Linked DNA regions of Mus musculus: all the other regions are linked to region 4. A link is a contact called in public HiChIP or PLAC-seq and promoter capture Hi-C data. All regions are on one chromosome and are shown on one strand. The core of a region is the stretch at or near the end of the contact, and the rest is flanking DNA. Distances in the headings are between cores, read along the strand shown.

Region 1 (3,264 bases), core at 126-2,625, 640 kb before region 4:
CTTCTGAGCTGGCTCCAGCCTATGTGTCAATGTGTCCGCCTGAGGCTAAACTTTCCTTAATGACTGGGTGAGGCACTGGCTGGGCTCCTTCAGCCACCGGAGGAGGGACCATCCCTGTTGGGTGCCTCTAGCTGCCAGGAGAGGCTTGGCTGCCAGAATGTGCCGGTAAAGACACCCCAGGGTCTAAAGCCAGCACTGTTTAGCTTGATGGCGTGGTACAAAGAAACACAGGTGGGGAAACTGAGTCATAGTCCAAACCTCTTCCTCCTAAATGATCTTATTCTTGGGCACCAAGAGACAAGAGGTGGGGCTGAAGAGAAGAGATGCCTCACAGTTGCCAGAGCCAGAGGCTGTGGTAACTAACTTATGGCTAATTAATTTGGTGCTCTAGATTGTTAACTGACTGTAGTCCCTTATGAGCCTGAGCCTCAGTGTCCTCATCAGGGAATGGATGAGGTAACAGAGCTCCCTAACAGCGATGAATATGAGGTGAACTTGACAATGCAGGTAGCTGCTGGCATCGAGGAGGGAATGCAAGTCCTCTGAATGCCAGGGGAGGTCTGAAGCACTCGCAGAAGGAATGTGCTCTGCAGACTGATGGCAGCCGGATGGGGATGTGAGTCAACCAAGCCAGAAGTTCAATCTGGAAAGTTTAAATGTGATCTGCCCCGTCTTCTACTGGCTGTGACCTTGAAACTGCCTCAGTTTCCTCATCTGCCAATGGATGTTAAGAGAGAAATCATCGGTCTCTGATTGGTGGGCTACAAGCCTATGTCTGGAATCTTCAGGCCATAATTAGTGACCCCTGCCCCAGCCCTCCCCGACCCCTCGCGGCCGCCACTGCCAACACCAGCACAAACAAACGAGCAAAGCTTCACTGGGACCAAGGCAGGCCCTCGCCAGGCCAAGACCTTAGCGGGTCATGCAGAGGCAAGGGGGGACCACAGGTTCAGCAGAGAAGTATGGGGTATGGAGAGAAAGGAGAAAGCAAGAGAAAGGAAAGTCAATAAAATGAGCTAGAATGTCTGGTGGAAGGAGAAGACAAGAAGCGGGGCAGCAGGGAGGGCTGAGGGGCAGAGCGTGGGACGTCAGAGGTAAAGAGCCAAAGAGCAGGCAAGTTCAACTCCTAAACTGAGGACGAGTCGCGACAGGTTTGGGAACTGACACGGTCCATCCCGCCCCGGACGCCGGCCTGAGGGTCCAGCGATCACTCACCGCGCAGTGGCAGAGGTGGCAGCGGCAGCAGATGCAGCGCTCCGGGCGGGCCCGGCCATCCAGCTGCAGTGTCGCGCCCCGCCCCGCTCTGCCTCGCCCGGCCCCACCACTAGGCCCCCAGCCCGGAGCCACCCCCGGCGTGCAGCCACGTCACACGGGACAGTCCGGAACCCGACGCGCGCGGCTCCGGGGGGCTAGACGGAGCGACGGCGGGGGAGGCGCTTCCGCCTCATACCATGGGGGACCCGCGCGGTCAGCGCACTTCCGCTCGGGGCGGATTCTGGGGCTGCGGGGAGAGTAGGACGGAAGTGGGTACCCTCGTGGGCATCGCGTTTAGCCAAGTTAAGCTAGGGTGAGGGCGGCACCCACGCGGGAACCGGGATCAACAGGGCGGCGGGGCTTCAGTGTGGCGTCCTTCTGAGGATGCAGTTCCAGCAGTGGCCACACGGGGGCGCGCACGGCTGCCAAACCGCTCCGTCCCGGGACGAGAGCAGGGCTATGGCTCTCTGAGTCAGCAGGCCTGGCTCCTCCATGAGCTAGGGAAAGGGGAAGTGCCTGCCGCAAGGAGGGGCCTGGCTCTGGGTACCTCAGAAGAGGGAATTTTATTCTTACTCATCGAATTATTTTTATGCTTTGGTTTTTCACTTGGAACCTCAGGCCACCGTCTCCAGGACTGTAACCCTTTGAAGTCCAGTACACGTTTCTAGAGCCTGTGCCCTGGAATTTCAAGCCAGGATACAACAAAGGACTTGGTGTTCTCTTACCCTGACAAAGCTGTACCTGAACTCTTAGACCGAAGGAGCAGTTAGTGGCAATAACAATGGCTACAGTTCTCTGATCTAGGGTAGCCCTTTACTGACCATTTACTCAGTAATCAGTGTTAACTTTACCAAATCGTTTTTATCTTTCAGGTGGGTACTGACTGTTGACCTAGGGTCAGACATATGTCACACATATGGCAGAGGCGGAATTCAACTTGGATGTACCTCTCCCTAGGGCGTGCGATGGCCACCTCATGTCTAAGCTGGAGCTAAGGTGTGGATGTGGCCTAACACCCCCCACTCCTTTGCGATCCGATACATGTTTGCATCCTTCTCTGGGAATCAGCCAGTAACTGACATGGAAGACATTCAGCAGAGGCCGAATGAGTGCTCCCCTGGGCTGGCTGTGACAGAGTGAGGGGCTCATTAGTCCTCACCTACCATTGCGGCTCTCTATGGTCCCTTGTTCCTTCTGGGCGCTCCGAGAGCAGACCGAACTCACACATCACAGTTGATGCCCTACCTCACAGTGTGTGTTTGTGTGTGTGGTTGTTGTTGTTGTTGTCGTTTTACTTTGAGATTGGTTCTATGTAGCCCTAACCCCCTGCCTGTTCTGGAACTTTCTATGTAGATGTGGCTGACTTTGAACCTACAGAGATCTGCCTACTTCTACCTCCTCAGTGCTAGAATTAAATACGTGTGCCACCACTCTTGGTTTATTTATTTATATATTTTTGACATAAGGTCTCATGTAGACTACCCCTAAACTTATTATATAGCAGAGAATGACCTGGAACCTGTGGACTGCCTGGATAGATGTGCCCTCCTACATCCAGTTTATGCAGTGCTGACAGCCTGGGCATTGTGTGTGCCAGGCAAGTACTCTATCAACTACAACCCCAGCCTTTTATACCCCTCCCTCCACCCTCCAACCCTGAGTCAAAGTTTCTCTGTATAGCCCTGGCTGTCCTGCAACTCCATTTAGAGACCAGACTGGCTTTGAACTCACAGAGATCTGCCTGCTTCTGCTTCCCGAGTGCTGGGATTAAAGGCCTGTACCATCACACCTGCCTAATATAACACGCATGCTTCCTAGACTTCCAGCGCCTTCCAAATACTCCTGTCTGGCTCGCCTCGCCAACCCTGTAAGTCTCCCAGGATGGGCTTCTAAGCCCTTCTGCAAGCTCTGAGACAGAATGCCTAGTCAGATTCTTTGCCACAGGGAGAAGATGTTTAGGGCTGCCACACTAGAACTTTAAAGATATCTTCCTCCCTGTATGCAAACCAT
Region 2 (3,118 bases), core at 370-2,869, 660 kb after region 4:
GCGCAGGTGCTCGGCTTGCTTTCTCTTTCCTTCAGCTCAGGACTCTAATCCAAGCGATAAGGATACAAACATCCAGACCGAGGCCCCTAGATTCAGTGTTTCTGGGAATACAACCATGGATGTGTTGCCATAAACTCGGAGCTTTGTTGCTACAGCGATTCCAAACCCACCAAGCCATCAACGAAGATCGAGCCATCACAATTGCCAGTAGGGTGAGGAGCACGTGAGGCCTCAGGACAGGGTGAAAAACGACTTCCACAGTTCCCATACCAGACTCTTCTGAGGCTCACCGCACCTTTCCTTGAATCTTTGCTGGCACGAGTGGTTGGCAACAATGGGAGCCTGGCTCCACATGGATCAAAGAAAGGGAAGGAAGTGGTGGCATGTTGGGACACTTCATTCCCTGTGCCTTAAATTCCTGGTGAGTGTGCTGCTTAAACCGCCTGGTTCTGGCTCAGGCTATTGGTTTTTCGAGACAGGGTTTCTCTGTGTACCTCTGGTTGTCCTGGAACTCACTTTGTAGACCAGGCTGGCCTCGAACTCAGAAATCTGCCTGCCTCTGCTTCCGCCTCCGCCTCCGAAGTGCTGGGATTAAGGTGTGTGCCACCACTGCCCGGTTAAACGAGCATTTCTTAACTCCTGAATCCATCTTTCCAGCTCTCTAATGAGAATTTTTATTAGTGTTTTATTAATTGTACAAAACAATGTGCTTTGTCTCTTGTGCTGGCACATGCCTTTAATCCCGGCACTTGGGAGGCAGACGTAGGCAGATCTCTATGCATTTGAGGCCAGCCAGGGGTTCACAGTGAGATCCTGTCTCAAAACATGCAAACTAAAATAATGAGCTTCATTATGACATTTTCGTACATGCACGTAATATAGTGGATGGGCGTAACGGCATATTCTGTCCTTGTCTAAAGATAATATCTGGTAGGGTATTAAATGTATTACAATTCTTTATATACCATAAATTCGCGGGCGGAGTCCGCAATGGCGCAGATTTGCCAAGCCCCCTCTTCCCACAGCCAATCAACTGCCTCCCAGGAACGGTTCCCTCCCTCCACTTCTGCAGCACCTTGACAGCATTGCAGCTCAGTTCATGAATGGAGCCATAGGAGTTTCCACCAACTCTTGGAGGCCAGCTTAGAACCTGGAAGTGCATCCAAGGGCCGGAAAACGCTGGGATTCATTCCGAGTTCAAGGTCCAAGTCGGGCCCAAATAATTTTGTAGATGAGGAAACCCGAGGTGCAGATCGGGGAAGCTAATGCGCAGGGTCGTCCCTAAACGGAGAGCAGAGGGATAGGCCAGGGTATTCTCCAAGGAGGGAGTCATCGGGTACGGGTTTTGGGGGTCCATGTGTTCTGAAGAAACTGGAGCCGAAGCCACTGTTCTAAATCTGCTGGTTAGGCTTGCCCCAGCAAAAACCCGGCACTGGCTTTTGTGAAAAACTCGAGACTGGCGGCTGCTGAGACCTATTTACGACAATTTCAAGGTTCCCTGTGCCTTAAATCCCAAACTCTTTGCTTCCCGACCCTCCCGTTCGAGCTCTCGGCGATCTTCTGAGAAAGTCTGAGGCTCCTTAGTACCTTCTCTAGTATGAACTGTTCAGCCTGCCCGCAAGTTGTAACTACGCAGGCGCCAAGACAGCCAACCAAGGAGGCTGCAGATCGGGTGCCAGAAGCTCTAGAGAGCTTCAGGGCGGAGAGAGAAGGAGCCAATGGCTGGAAGGAGGGAGGGTGGGAGCTCCCGGTCTCGGGGAGGAGGCGCTAGAGATGGGGTGAAGGGGCGTTCAGGGGCTCCGCGGGTCTAAGTCCTCCTGGGCTGCGGAAGTTGAGCAACCGGGAGGCGGGCTTAGGGCCGGAAGCAGGAAGGAGGGCTCAGGACGCAGGGCGCCGCTGCCAGCCTTGCTGTCGGCCGGTGGGACTGTCAGTGGCCAGAGCAGGATGGAGAAGCTACGGCTCCTGAGCCTCCGCTACCAGGAGTATGTGACTCGTCATCCAGCCGCCACGGCCCAGTTGGAGACGGCTGTGCGGGGCCTCAGTTACCTGCTGGCAGGTGCCACACTGACCTTTGACCCATTTCTTGGGGACTCTGACCCAGGAACCCTATGGCTCTTTGCCTGCTGACCCAGGGTAGTGGTCGCGGTGCTTCAGTTCTGTCTGGGTTCCTGTGGCGTAGAGGAAACTAGAGAACCCAAAGCCGCAGGGTAAAACAGACGCTCACCAACGCCTTCTATACCTTCTTCCCTAGGTCGCTTCTCCGATTCACACGAGCTGTCTGAACTGGGTAAGTTGGACTCTGGGCTGGGGAGGGAGAAGGCTTCCAGCGGAACCTTGATTGAAGGTCCTGAGCTTCCCTCTAGATCAGCTGTCCATCGCCCAAGACAGTTGGTGTCCCCAGAGTTGGGCGACCTGTGAGGGCTCTGACTGGCTTCTCACTCCTGGTTTTGCTTAGGATTAAGCAACTTTCCTGACCTTGCTAGTTCATCAGACCTATGAGTATGAGAAGGGCACTGTTGTTCTGTCTAGCTGAAGGAATACAAGTTCAGAAAAGTCCTTGATGTCAGGACCAGTGTTCAAGTGCCCCCACCTCCCTGCTGTAAGGGCTCTGTTTGCTTAGTGGGGGTAGTGAAGATCATGAAAGGATGAGGGGGATTTTGAAAGGTAGGTGTGATGTAGTCCTTCAGGGGGGACCATCTGAAGAGAGCAAAGATGAGTTGGTGGGACCACACATTTGGCTGTTTGGAACATGACAGGCAGTTTTGAGCAGCTCAGTAACCAGTGCTGTCCAGCAGAGCAAGGGCTGGCTTGTCACTCCAATCAGCTCATTTCTTACTGGCTCAGATGTCATCATGGAGAGAATGGGGCTCTGAGGTAGTGGGCGGAGAGGCTTGTTGGTTTCCACACAGTCTGTGGGTAGCTGTGATCGGTAGGGCTCTGGGGTAAGGGTGAGAGGGGTGAAGGCCACAGCAGGGCCGGCCTCTCAAGACCACAATCTGCTTCTCAGTGTACTCTGCCTCGAACCTGCTGGTGCTGCTCAATGACGGGATCCTGAGGAAGGAGCTTCGAAAAAAGTTGCCTGTGGTGAGAACTTTGCCAGGAGCTGGGGGTGGGAAGC
Region 3 (3,017 bases), core at 446-2,945, 660 kb before region 4:
ACTTTTTTGTGAAGTGGGAATTATGAAGGACTGGCCTACCTTGTCTTGGAAACATTTGGCAGTTGACTTCCTCTGTGTCCCACTGTCCATGGTTTAGACAGCATGTTGTCAGCAATTGAAGCAAGGACAGTCTTTTGCCAGGTGGCTAGCTTTGCCACATATGAATCAAACTCCATATGGAGGGTCTTCAATGCCCATTATCTTTTTGAAATAATATTTAGGTAATGCCAGGAGCTGATGCATCTCAATTTCACAAAAAAAGCCTTGTTATTAAGACATCTTAAATGCCATATTCTATAGATCTCTGAAGTGTTTGAAGACCATCTATCGACATAGACTATGTTGAATAGGCAAGCATTGCTTGTTTATAGCTATTTACAACCTGTGTAACTTTGAAAACATCTTTAGACTAAATAAAGCTTATTTCTGTAATTAACTAAACTAGTATCTAACATGACCATAAATGTCATTATTTATGGGTAACTAATTACTAACTTGCCTTTCAGATTATCCTAAACAGTTTGTAATAGCAGCTTTCAGGGACTAGAACTTGGGCTGCAGAGATGGCTCAGTAGGTAAGACTGCTCTTCTGAAAGTCCCAAGCAACCACATGGTGACTCACAACCACCCATAATGAGATCTGACACCCTCTTCTGGTTCATTTGAAGATCGCTACAGTGTACTTATTTATAATAATAAATAAATCTGCCAGTCAGTGGTGGCCTTTAATTTCAGAACTTGAGAGGCAGAGGCAGAGGCAGAGGCAGGTGAATTTCTGAATTCAAGCCAGCCTCGTCTATAGAGTGAGTTCCAGGACAGCCAGGGCTACACAGAGAAACCCTGTCTCGAAAAATCAAAATAAATAAATAAAATTTTTTAAAGGACTAGAACTTTACAGCACATGAGTTGTGTAGATATAATACTTTAAACAAGAGTAGAAACATATATACAGTACATTGTAACAAAAATAACTTCCCTATGTGGACAGTTAGATCTGCATTAATATTAGTAGAAGCAATGGTTTATCTGGGTTTTGTTAGGCTATTTTTGTTTAAGACTCACAGTGTGACCAGAATAGCTAGAAATACACTATGTAGCACAGGGTGGCCTTAATATGCAGCAATCCTTCTGCTTCATCTTTGCAGTGGCTCAGTGTCTGTGATGACAGGCATGTGCCATCAAACCTAGCAGTTTCTTTTCAACCTTTCTCTTTCTTTCTTTCTCTTTCTTTCTCTCTCTCTCTCTCTCTCTCTCTCTCTCTCTCTCTCTCTCTCTCTCTCTCTCTCTCTCTCTCTCTCTCTCTCTCTCTCTCTCTCTCTCTCTCCCTCTCCCCCCCCCCTCTTCCTCCCTCCCTTTTGTTTTTGGTTTTTGAGACAAGAGTTTCTTTGTGTAGCCTTAGCTCTCCTGGACTCACTCTAGACCAGGCTAACCTTAAACTCAGAGATCCGCCTACCTCTGCCTCCAGAGTTCTGGGACTAAAGGCATGCGCCACCACACTGGACATTTTGCAAATCCGTGAATTCCAAGTTTACCTGGGTTCTTAGATTGCACCGGCACCTGTGCAAACTCCTTTTCAGTTATCCGCCAGGCTAAAAACTGCATTTCCCGAAAGACTCCGCGGCTTTCTCCTGCCTCCCGCCTCTTCCGGTTGTGCAGCAAGCCCCGCCCCGCCTGTACGCCGGCCAATAGCAGCCCAGCCCTCGCTCCCGCACAAACCGGAGCAACCGGCGAGCCACGGGGCGGGCCCTGTAGCCTCGGTTTGGTTCGTGGAGTCCCAGCGGCAGATTCGCTCGGAGACGCGGACAGAACCCGTTCTGTCGCGTCAGGAATCGCGGGTGAAGTTCTCCACGGGTGGAGAGAAGACGTTGAGAAAGGCTGCGCTGGGCTCCCTCAGGGGCTCGTGCGCACTCCCAGTTTCGGCCTCTTCATGCAGGAAATGAATCTGCTGCCGACGCCCGAGAGTCCAGTGACTCGGCAGGAGAAGATGGCGACCGTGTGGGATGAAGCTGAGGTGAGTGTTGGGAGACCTGAGGGGCGTCCCAAAGTTTGGGCTATAAGGTTAGACGTTCTTGGAGGCCGGGAAAGGAGGTGGCTGGAAGGCCAGGTCCGGTCTGGACTGGTTGCAGAGCTTCTTGGGTTGTCCCGACTTCATCCTGCTGTTGGGTTAAGGAAGCAGGCGCTGAGGGGGCTGTGGGACCGTGGGATGGCAGCTCTGAGTTACAGTAAATAAGTACTTCTTCTCTTATTTGAACAGCAAGATGGCATTGGGGAGGAGGTGCTCAAGATGTCCACGGAAGAGATTGTCCAGCGCACACGGCTGTTAGACAGCGAGATCAAGGTGGGCTCCTGGCTCCGGTGCAGGCAGCGGAGTTCTCAGATCTCCATTTTACAGATGAGGAACCCGAGGCTCAGAGAGGGATGAATTCACACTCAAACCCATGGAAAATACCTAGCCCTGTCCCACAGCCGCTTTGTCAGGAGGTTTTCCCACTGGCCTCTTGTCCTGACCTCTGCAGTTTGGACATGTACAGGCTGGGCCTTCAGAAAGCCTGAGATCTGGTTGGATGGGTCTCCCGGGTAACCTGGACCTCATCTATTAGAGGGCTGTAATGAATGCAGGCTGAATCAGGGTTGAACATTGGTTTTCTCTTATCCCAGATCATGAAGAGTGAAGTATTGCGAGTCACCCATGAACTCCAAGCCATGAAAGACAAAATCAAAGAGAACAGTGAGAAAATCAAAGTGAACAAAACCCTGCCGTACCTTGTCTCCAATGTCATCGAGGTGTGTGTCTGTGTGTGGGAAGAGGAGGAGGCAGGAGGCTTGGAGACATCTAGGGATGGGGCCCATAGGGTAGAGTGTAAAAAGCAATGTTTAAGTCTGCAAAGACCTTAGAAGTGTCACAGATTTCTGCCATTTTCTTCTTTTGTTCCTTCTTGGGGCAGATGAACTTTGCAAACAGAAGCAGCACCTCAACAAAGGTGTTGTCAACCCCCTAACACATCATCTATGTTTAT
Region 4 (3,184 bases), core at 557-3,056:
CTCAAGACCTCTGGAAGAGCAGTCAGTGCTCTTAACCACTGAGCCATTTCTCCAGCCCCGCAGAAGACTTTTCTAATAAGTTGCTCCAATGCACTCTACAGTTAAAAGCAGGCAGGTATTTAAAATGAATGTGAAAATAATTTTAATGAGTTATAAGCCTTTAAAAGATTTAAATTCAGTCTATAGTGTTTGGTATGGTAGTTCACACTTCTAGTATTCAGGAGGAAGAGATTCAGGAGTTCAAGGTCACCCAAAACTATATAAAGTGAAAACCAGCCTAGGCTATATAAATATCCTGTCTCAAAAACCTACAAGAGCAGATAGATAGATAGTGTTGTTTGGTTGTATTACATGCCTATAGCCCAGACCTGGGGAGTCAGAGGCAATAGGACTGCTAACAAGTTCAATACTAGCCTAGTCTACATAGTGAGTTCCAGGCCAACAAGTGTAATACACAAAAAGATCTTGTCTCAAAAAGCAGAGATTAATTGGTTGTGAATATAGCTCTGTAGTAGACTGAGCAGAGTGATAGGTTAAACCTCAAGTAAGAACACGTATGTGTTTGTGTATAGATATATAATTATTGTATACATATAAACATATACATATAAATAAATTTATACATATTTCATTAGGAGAATTTCAAAACTAGACATGATGGTATATGCTAGATAATCTCAACACTTACGATGCCGGGAAAGGAGGATCAGTAACTCAAGGCAAACAAACCCTGGCTGCATAGGTGAACCCTGTTTCCAACTATCCCAACCTAGGCCTGTGACAGCCTGCGTCGGTATTCTCAGCTCCTCAGGAGGCTGAGTGAAGAAGATAACTGAAGCACAGGAGTTTAAGGCCAACCTGGGCTACGGGCTACCACCGAAGTGGGGAGGGGGGAGCCAACAAAGGAATGTTACCTTGAGGATAGATTGAGCAGATTAACTAGGAAAAAAGTGAATGAGAGATTTACAACCCAAGAAGGTGCTTAGCCACTTAATTCAGAGATTTAATGAGAATAGGTTTTCGCAGGTTATTCCACTGCCAGTAAGAACATAGTCCCCTTTTTCACTAGTCAAGTCACCCTCACTTACAGGAGGACTTCATACTTGGCATTAAAAATTTTTTTTGATTGACTGAAAACTTACCTAACCTACCTTGATACCCAACACCGGAGTTACGGCCCTACAAATGTTCTCCAATAGATCTTTTTGACATAACTCAAAGAGACAATAAAGTAGCAAGAAAATTTCGGGGGATGTCTGTAACGGTTGGGACGCCTCAAGAGCCAACAGGGTCTACACCAACCCAACTTCTCGTAGAAAACATAATCAGGGGATTATGGAACTGAACCTCGGTTGCTTGGCTTGGGCGTCCCCAAGGTGGTGGCCAAGGGAACACAGATCAGTGACCTCCCACTCGGGGGCGCTGAAAGATCCGGGGGTTATTACCCTCAAAAGTGAGTACCTGCGAAGCTACGGCACAGAGAGTGGCTCCGGGCTCTCATTCCGGAGGCCGGGGCCTGGGGCCGGCCAACTGCACCTCCCAGCAGAGGGTTCCGCGCTCCCGGGCGGTAGTGACAGCACAGGTCGCAGAGAGATATCTCACGCTAACGAGGCTCCGGGATCCCAGAACTGAAAAAGCTGTCGGACTGGTGTGGACTGGTTTTTCTCAGAGCTTCCCCTTCACACGTCAAACGATCTCTCCCGCCCTAAGCCAGCAACCAGTCGCTGCCCGGCGCCGCCATCCTTAGTGTTTGTTTTCATCCGCTTCAGTGCAGGCGGTGGGGAGGTAGAGCGCTACGGAGGAAATGCAGCTGCCTAAATTCAGCTGCACTTTCGCTACACCACAAACGACCTATTTAATATTTCTGTACATCAGAGTCTTCAAGAAAGGCGGCTTATTTCCAGAAATAAATCATATGATTAATTTTAAAGCCTTTTAGGAGAAAAAAAAGGGTTTGGGAAGGAATTTAGGGAGTTGGAGACTGGGCTTCGTGTAGAATGTACGGAAGCGAAGCGCAGGCCGCGGTGGCCGAGGTGCTGATGACGCGGCGTGGGGCGGGCGCTGACGCGGAAGGGGAGGTGCGGCTGTTGCGCACCGTGGCGGCTTGTGTGCGGCCGTGGGTTCCGGAGGCGGGCCTTCTTCGGCCCCGAGGGTGGAGAGTGCTCCGGTTAATCCGGTAGCTACGGAAAGGTGGCGATCAGCGTTCGGTTATTCTGGGTCGAGCAGCCAGACTTTGGTTATCTTACTATTTTTGAGACAAGGTCTCGCTGTGTAACTCAGGTTAGCTTTGAACGTAATGTAGCTCCAGCAGGCATGGAGCACGCGGCGATGCTACCCAGTTTCCAGAATGCTAACATTACAGGCTGGACCAGCCTTAGGAGCTTTTTGTTTTGTTTTACTTTGTTTTGACTGGTGCTCGTAGTCCACGCTTGCCTCGCACATGATCTTCTGGTCTACACTTCCCAAGTACAGTGAGCCCATTCCTGGCTGGGGCATCTTTACTTACACGGCTTTTAAAGGAATAAACTTTTTAAATACATTTATGTTTTGGAGGCGGGCGTGATGTGGCAAGGGTGTTGGACGATTCTTTCTTTCCACCATATGGATCTCAGATAGCCAACTAATTTATTTCACCAGGCTTCACAGGCAAACCCTGTGCCCTCGGAGCCATCTTTGTCCCTTAATACTGTTTTGAAAGCGGGTTGAAAAGTGGCCTCGGTGTTCCAGACCTACCTGGTTCACTTAGCTTTTTCCTCCTTTCCTTCCTTTTATACTCTTCCTTCCTTTCTAGCCTAAAGCTTCGGGATTTGGGTCTCTTGAGATGAAGGGAAAGCCTGTTACAGCAGACAGTGTAGGTCCCCAGGCAGGGCCACAGACTGTCTTTCTTCCTTTCTCCCCCCCCCCCACCCCCCCTTTGTTCTACATCTCTAGTTGGACTGGTTTGAGCACTCCCTCATCTGTGGAGCCATAGGGCTTTGCAAAACAAACCTCTGAGTAACCCTTAAGGTGTTTTCAACTTGTCAGCTGTCTCCTGGTTGCCACAGACCTCTTTTACCTTGTAAATTGTTTGTTCTCATGTGTTGTTCTCAGTTGAAATGCCAGGCAGTAGATGAGCCACTGGGATTGAACTCTTATTGTCTGCAAATTAGATCAAGTTTGTCATACAATAGTGAGTCAGTGGAGA

The links. HiChIP or PLAC-seq counts read pairs in DNA pulled down with a chosen protein or histone mark. Capture Hi-C pulls out chosen DNA fragments and counts their contacts.
Region 1: an H3K27ac HiChIP or PLAC-seq map of microglia shows a contact between it and region 4, with 8 times the contacts expected there. The contact joins the promoter of Slc39a13 here to the promoter of Atg13 in region 4. A contact is called at or near these places in 4 of 39 promoter capture datasets (erythroid cells, liver and pre-B cells), 1 of 484 Hi-C or Micro-C datasets (B cells), 7 of 115 datasets of contacts at active chromatin or transcription factors (bone marrow-derived macrophages, extraembryonic endoderm stem cells, memory CD8 T cells and 4 more) and 2 of 9 other capture datasets (adipose tissue and liver).
Region 2: a promoter capture Hi-C map of liver shows a contact between it and region 4, with 4 times the contacts expected there. The contact joins the promoter of Pex16 here to the promoter of Atg13 in region 4. A contact is called at or near these places in 3 of 39 promoter capture datasets (liver, neural stem cells and pre-B cells), 2 of 484 Hi-C or Micro-C datasets (CD4 T cells and CD8 T cells), 11 of 115 datasets of contacts at active chromatin or transcription factors (craniofacial prominence, double positive thymocytes, embryonic forebrain and 8 more) and 3 of 9 other capture datasets (adipose tissue, embryonic stem cells and liver).
Region 3: a promoter capture Hi-C map of adipose tissue shows a contact between it and region 4, with 2.2 times the contacts expected there. The contact joins the promoter of Psmc3 here to the promoter of Atg13 in region 4. A contact is called at or near these places in 6 of 39 promoter capture datasets (erythroid cells, liver, maxillary cranial neural crest and 2 more), 6 of 115 datasets of contacts at active chromatin or transcription factors (effector CD8 T cells, embryonic stem cells, microglia and 3 more) and 3 of 9 other capture datasets (adipose tissue, liver and pancreatic islet).

What each region holds. Positions count from the first base shown.
Region 1 is chr2:91,068,940-91,072,203 of GRCm38.p6, forward strand. It overlaps Slc39a13 (solute carrier family 39 (metal ion transporter), member 13), which reads right to left and starts at 1,376. Exons shown (of 10, transcript NM_026721.3): 1 at 1,216-1,376. It overlaps Gm39874 (predicted gene, 39874), which reads left to right and starts at 1,412. Exons shown (of 2, transcript NR_166131.1): 1 at 1,412-1,567; 2 at 2,127-2,684.
Region 2 is chr2:92,373,620-92,376,737 of GRCm38.p6, forward strand. Pex16 (peroxisomal biogenesis factor 16) reads left to right here and starts at 1,620. Exons shown (of 11, transcript NM_145122.2): 1 at 1,620-2,056; 2 at 2,252-2,287; 3 at 3,008-3,084. The coding sequence starts at 1,945.
Region 3 is chr2:91,052,321-91,055,337 of GRCm38.p6, forward strand. Psmc3 (proteasome (prosome, macropain) 26S subunit, ATPase 3) reads left to right here and starts at 1,696. Exons shown (of 12, transcript NM_008948.2): 1 at 1,696-2,011; 2 at 2,255-2,338; 3 at 2,659-2,784. The coding sequence starts at 1,928. It also overlaps Gm13778.
Region 4 is chr2:91,708,786-91,711,969 of GRCm38.p6, forward strand. Atg13 (autophagy related 13) reads right to left here and starts at 1,807. Exons shown (of 17, transcript NM_001355419.1): 1 at 1,462-1,807. Harbi1 (harbinger transposase derived 1) reads left to right here and starts at 2,067. Exons shown (of 3, transcript NM_178724.5): 1 at 2,067-2,466.